Regions from separate parts of the Hordeum vulgare genome. Here region 1 is linked to region 2. A link is a contact called in public Hi-C data. All regions are on one chromosome and are shown on one strand. The core of a region is the stretch at or near the end of the contact, and the rest is flanking DNA. Distances in the headings are between cores, read along the strand shown. Region 1 holds the start of LOC123449055. Region 2 holds the start of LOC123449053 (mitochondrial substrate carrier family protein V-like).

Region 1 (3,086 bases), core at 435-2,934, 350 kb before region 2:
CTCTACTTATTACTTTGGGGTAATCATATGCATGCTTATCGCCGGTCTGCCTTGCACATCCCTTATCCGCCACACCACGTAGGAGTAGAGTAGTAGACGTGCGATCGTCTAGATCGTGCTGATCATTGGTGTGTTCCGTGACAATGATTGTGATGATCCGGCGATCCGATTAGAAAAAGATACGATGCGAGGCGTGCGGCGGGATCAAAATCGAATCGCACGTTCCGTAAAGGATGAGAGAAATGCTGATTGATCCGTGGATCTTCCCCTGTCTGTCGAGCCGGCCGGGCGGGCGGAGCCTGGCACCTGGCGCGGAGTGGTGCTGGCCATGGCCGCTGGCGTTGGCAGCAGCAGCAGCAACCTGGTTGGCACGTCGGGAGGACGGAGGAGGAAGAGACAAGATCTCCAGCCCACACGAATGCCAATACAATACCATAAACCCGATACTAGTATAGTAATGGCAGCACGCATGGGCGGCCAGGCCAGGAGAGGACGGGGACGACGCAAGCGCACAGCCACAGCGCAATGAAACACACGTTCCGCCGTGAATGGCTCGCGCGGCCGGCCGGCCCAGCCCAACCACCGGGATGCGAGCGAAGGCCTGTTTCCCGGTGGAAACTGCGTCCAATCGTCCTTGGGATTCAGGCCACGCGCGGCACAATCAGGCGCGGATCATTGCGGCAAACCCACCCACCGGGGCCCCCCCATCCCCTCCGAGACGATTGGGGCGCAGGCGCGAGCGTCAACAGTGTCCTATCGTGCTTTTCCAAGCCGGTACTGGTCACGTACTCACGTAGGCAAGGCTACCAGTTATGGAAAGGGACTCGGGGCAGCCTGATTGCGCCGCGGTCCTACTACGTACGTCGCAGTGGGTGAGTGAAATCGTTCGGGAAGGAAGGAACATCCATCTCGTGTGCAGCTCGGAGGTCAGCTCACGGTGCGCGCGACGGCGAAGGGCCGGGGTCGGGAACAAGAAACCGTTGTTGATTGCTTGCTCGCTCGCTTGCTTGCTTTGCTTGTGTCGTCCTCAATCCTGGGCGTTGAATGATGTGATACGTAGCCTCAGGTTGAGCTACGCCCGCTTCAGCTTCACCGGCGTCGACTCGGAAGAGTAGTGCGTACGCAAGCTTCCGTGTCGGACTGCATTGCCAAGGATGGATGGATGGATACTTTCTTTCTTGGTGACTGTTCCAGGTTCAGTCGGTTCCCGAACCAGTGTTTATGCTCCTGATGGCTATACGCACATGCAGGAACGTTTCCTTTCCTTTCCGCCCTAGTTGGCGAGTAAACACGTACCAGTAGGCAGGTCGTAGTAGGCCGAATTTGGTTTCGGAACAAGAATGGATTCAAACCGGAAAGTCCACGGAAAATCACATGCACTCCGCCAATAAACCCTAAATGTGTGGTTTTGTTGCGCGTGCGTGGGAACGCTATAGTACTACTGCAGAAAAGGCGGTTGAAAGTTGAAACTGGAGAAGGGAAATGTGTAATTTTGTTGACGCGCTGACGCGCCGGGAAAATCTAGAAAAAGAAAATGATAAACAAGAGATAGGGCAGAGCGTGCGTGCGGCCACGACCAAACTCCGGGAAAAGATAACGGGAAAGGTGCAAATCCCGGGGCCCAGCTGCCAGACCCATGAGAAACCGGTACAAGACCACCGAGACCAGGACGAGAGGGGAGGCGCAATCACCCCAACAAAAAGGAGGGACCTGCTTCGCTCTCCCTCCCAAACAAACATACGCACACGCGCACACACACTTGGGCATCGCATCGCATCGCATCCACGGAGCGTCGTCCGGGTCCAAGCAGAGGAGGCGGAGGAGATTGAGCTGTGGGAGAGCGCCTGTGTGCCACCCGCGCGCCCCATGAGGAAATTGTGCCCCAACCTGGAGCGCGACGACGCGCTGGACACGGTGCTGGAGGTGCCCATCCCGGAGGAGATGTTCTCCGGCGGCGGCGGCGGCTCCCGCGGCTCCAGGTTCGGCTGCACCAGCGTCAAGGCGTGGATGCGCTCGCACGCCGCCGACCGCTCCGGCGCCGGCGAGCCCTGCTCCATGAGCCGCGGCGAGCTCCAGCTCATGCTCGGCGTCATCGGCGCGCCGCTCATCCCGCTCCCCGTCAGCCACGCCAAGCAGTCGCCCTCCTCCGTGCTCTGCGAGCAGCTCAAGGCCGACCCCATTGTACGTCCAGCTCCAACCATCCACCCATCGCTTAATTTCTTGCTTCTTCTGGCCGCTCATCGTTCGTGTCATGTGGCTGAATCGGCAGGAATCGTCGTCGGCCAAGTACATAGTGCAGCAGTACATCGCGGCGTCCGGCGGGGAGTGGGCTCTGAACAAAGTGACGAGCATGTACGCGATGGGCAAGGTGCGGATGACGGCGGCCGAGCTCAACAGCAGCGACGCCGACGGCAATGGCCGCGGCGGCGGGAGGAAAGGCGGCAGCAAGGGCGGCGGCGAGATCGGCGGGTTCGTGCTGTGGCAGAAGAAGCCGGAGCTGTGGTGCCTGGAGCTGGTGGTGTCCGGCTGCAAGATCAGCGCCGGCAGCGACGGCAAGGTGGCCTGGCGGCAGACGCCGTGGCACCAGTCCCACGCCTCCCGTGGCCCGCCGCGCCCGCTCCGCAGATCGCTGCAGGTGCGTATCGTATCGTACCAGCACACCTACACGTTACCGTTTTCTCTTGACGCCCTGTACCGTAGACCTGTTTTCCGGTACAAACCCCGTACGCGTACCGTATCGTCTAGCATGCGTGGCCTCGTACGTAGCATGCTACTGAACGCAATGAACTCACGCATCATATAGCTGAGCTAGGGCAGTAATTAAGCTTGACGCAACAGCGAGACGATCTCACTAAGATTTTGATTTGATGACAGAAGAAAAAAGCAACAAGTAGACAGCTTACGCCTGGACTGCTGATACGAGCCTGACGTTGCTAGTTGGTCGGACGTAGGGGGCGATCCCATTGTTGTCATCGATCAATGGCTCGTAATTAGTAGTAGTCGCCTAGTTGGTATTGCCGTATATGCCAACATCGACATGAACTTTATATCTGAAAAGAAAAACATGGGTACGAACTTAGACGCTT
Region 2 (3,466 bases), core at 473-2,972:
GAGCAGAGGAGCTCGGGACTCCTCCCTTTGCCCTGTGGACGCCGGACGTGTCCGGTTTGACCACGAAAATGTCCGGTAGGTGGGAAAACTGGCGAATCTGGGTTTGTGGATGGAAATCCAATGGTCCAGATCTGACTTGGGGTGAGATTTCGGGGGAGAGAGGAGATGGGGCTAGCAGGTGGTTTTTTTAGGGTGGGTGGGTGCAAAAATGACTAGGGGAAACCCTAGTGAAGTGAGAGGGGTCTCTCCATGGGGTGGTTCTTATATAGGGTTGGTCTCTGGTGGGGTGGACCTCGTCCGCCCGATCGGGATCCGACGACCACGAATGGAGGAAGTGGCTAGATGTGTTTGATGGGCTGTGTAGAGTAGGTTAGCCGGAGATGAGAGGGAAAATGGGCACCCGACAACTAATTTAAAACATCGATAAAACGTCCGACGATAGACCGAATACGGTGCCGCTACGGTTGATCGTTCGGGTACCAGACGGACTCCGATTGCGACGAAATTTGACAGGCGGCCTAGCTACAACTAATTAAGACCGCACGTCATGTTTAACCCAATCAGAGAAAGTTTTATACACAATTTTAAAAACAGGTTTTGACGATGCCGCGGGCGCGTGCGAGTGTGATCGGGCTAAGAACAGGCAACAACGAATACGAAGAGAACCGACAACTAATAACAGATGCAAGTTTTGAAAACTAGCGGCAACGGGATGCCGATGCAATGCAGATGTTGCGAATGATGCGATGATGATGTGACAGATAAAATAAATCACACGACGAAAAGGGAATAAAAGGAAAATCTTCTTGAACATCGGCGTCGGACTGTCACACTCTCTGTGCTATATATATGTAACACACATGTACATGATGATTTAGTGAAGGAAATCAATCTCTATCTCTAAGAAGGCTGTAGCGATTTCGTTAAATTTAAAATAATGTGTTGATTCAGTTTTTTGGAATGCTCATAGAACGTAATTATATGCGTTTATAAAAATAAGTATATGCTCATGTACAACAATTTTAATTGTATTCTGTTCAATGCTTTTTCATAAACAAAAAATATAAAACACGGAATATTCATGGTTACCAGTAAAAAATATATATTCATGTTTTTTATTTAACATATATTGATATAATTATTCAATGCCCCAAAAAGAGATATTTATTTCATTAAAAAGGACATTATCATCATCATCCTAAGACTGCCCGTAACGGGAATATCATAGATAGTATCATGCATGCCAACTAAGCAATTTCGATGAGATGACATAGAATTAAATGAAGAAAGGGAGGGTTGAGTATCATATTAAATGATGTTTTACTATGTGTCTTGCATGACAATAAATAACTTACACTATAGTACTAACATATGATACTATGCATTACGGATGTGGTATCGTACACAGTATTATACTCCCTCCGTTCCTAAATATAAGTCTTTCTAAGAGTTTCACTAATGGACTACATACTGATGTATATAGACATATTTTAGAATATAGATTCACTCATTTTGCTCCGTATATAGACACCTAGTGAAATATCTTAAAAGACTTATATTTAGGTACGGAGGGAGTATGATACTACCCATTACAACCAGCCAAAAAAAGATCTTATCAACCAGATGCTAAGTATATACCGTTACTGGTGGGAGCGTCTCTTTCTCTCCAAGTCGGTCTCGGCTTTCACCACGCCGCTCCCTCCCCTGCGTCTTTATTCGCGCCCGCCGACCCACGCCGGAAACGGAAAATTAAAAAAACACCCCCAAACCCTAAAGCCCTGCGCCCACAGTCCGCCCCAAACTCTAGGGTTTAGTGACGACCGCCTTCTCTTCGCGCGATCCGGTCACCCGCGTTAGTGTCCACGCCCCAGAGGCGGCGGTGGGCTGGCGACGAGGGAGGGGGCGGCGGATGCAGACGGAGGCGAGCGTGGGGATGGCCGCCGCGACCGTGGACGGCGCCGCCGCCGTCGCCGCGCGGAGGTACTCGACGCAACAGCCGCAGCCGCAGCCGCAGCAGCACCACAACCAGCCCAAGCTTGGGACGACGCTCCACCTCCTCGCCGGCGGCGTCGCCGGCGCCGTCAGCAAGACCTGCACTGCGCCGCTCGCCCGCCTCACCATCCTATTTCAGGTGCGCCTCTTATCCAGAGTGCCCAATCGTCCTTACCCCAGAGTGCCCGTATCAATTTTTTTTCACCAGATTGCTCTAGCCTCTAGTGCTAACTGTTGGCCTGTATATTAGTATAAGCAACCGAGTGACATCTTTTACTTAATTGAGCTTCTTGGGAATGACTCTGCTTTGGGATACCGGAGAAATGGGAATTTTGATGCATTTTTGGACCAATTCTAGCACTAAGGCAAAAGAAAAAACAAACTGTAAAGACAAACCAAATCCTAATGCACATATATATATATATGACTTGTGCTGCGGTACGATGGCGTGTATGCACGGCACACTCCATGCCGTACACCTCAGCCGGATGTTATCATGACCTTGTGTGCACATGGACGTGGCTCCGGACAGTGCTGAACCCCGTTTGCGCTCATGCCAGAGTTAGTGATAGTATGCTTGCCATTGAGATTTGTATCATTTCTATGCGCAGGTACAAGGAATGCACTCAGATGTGGCTACCATGCGCAACACTAGTATATGGCGTGAAGCGTCGCGCATTGTCTATGAAGAAGGGCTACGAGCCTTCTGGAAAGGAAATCTTGTAACTATTGCACATCGGTTACCTTACTCCTCAATTAGTTTCTATACTTATGAGAGATATAAGAATGTAAGTACAAGTGTTTTTGTATAAAATTCACATGCAATTCTTTGTCACTTATGATATGTGCTTAATTTGATTAATGTTGAGTGTGCAGTGGCTTCAGATGATACCTGGTCTCGACAACAGTGGTGGATTAGGTGCCGATGTTGGTGTCAGAATGGTAGGCGGTGGCTTGTCTGGGATAACTGCAGCTTCTTTGACATATCCACTGGACTTGGTACGGACACGTCTGGCTGCTCAGGTAAGCTGCTATCACTAACTGTAGAAATTCAAAGAAACTGTTTTGAAATTTTCACTCGAAACATGAAATGCATGTGATCAAATTAATATCTGTTTGGAGAAGACTACAGTTCCAATAACATGGTTGATGATTCTCATTTTTTATTGGAGAGAAGTAACACTTTGGTCACCTCTTGTCATGCCCTGCAAAAATTATTAGTAAACAAACTGTTTGATGTTAGCGTTCTTGACATACTGCTGGATGAGGACAGATAACTGCCAGCAATAAAACCTGGTGATGCCCATGCCAAACGCTAACATACACATCCTGCATATTCTTCCCCCTCCCCCCTCATCTTCCCTTTTATTGCCTTGCGGTCTGGATAGGAAGTTATTTGCTTTGAGCATACTTGAAGACTGTTTCCAACATTGTCTTACAGTGTTCAGCTAGGCATCTGAACCAATTTTTCTTT

The links. A called contact is a pair of places that touch in the nucleus more often than the background predicts.
Region 1: a contact with region 2 is called in a Hi-C map of leaf, with 3 times the contacts expected there. The contact joins the promoter of LOC123449055 here to the promoter of LOC123449053 in region 2. A contact is called at or near these places in 4 of 6 Hi-C or Micro-C datasets (leaf and seedling) and 1 of 1 datasets of contacts at active chromatin or transcription factors (embryo).

What each region holds. Positions count from the first base shown.
Region 1 is chr4H:483,035,765-483,038,850 of MorexV3_pseudomolecules_assembly, reverse strand. It overlaps LOC123449055, which reads left to right and starts at 1,684. Exons shown (of 3, transcript XM_045126134.1): 1 at 1,684-2,181; 2 at 2,270-2,635. The coding sequence starts at 1,867.
Region 2 is chr4H:482,687,122-482,690,587 of MorexV3_pseudomolecules_assembly, reverse strand. LOC123449053 (mitochondrial substrate carrier family protein V-like) reads left to right here and starts at 1,722. Exons shown (of 7, transcript XM_045126131.1): 1 at 1,722-2,131; 2 at 2,604-2,780; 3 at 2,869-3,015. The coding sequence starts at 1,910.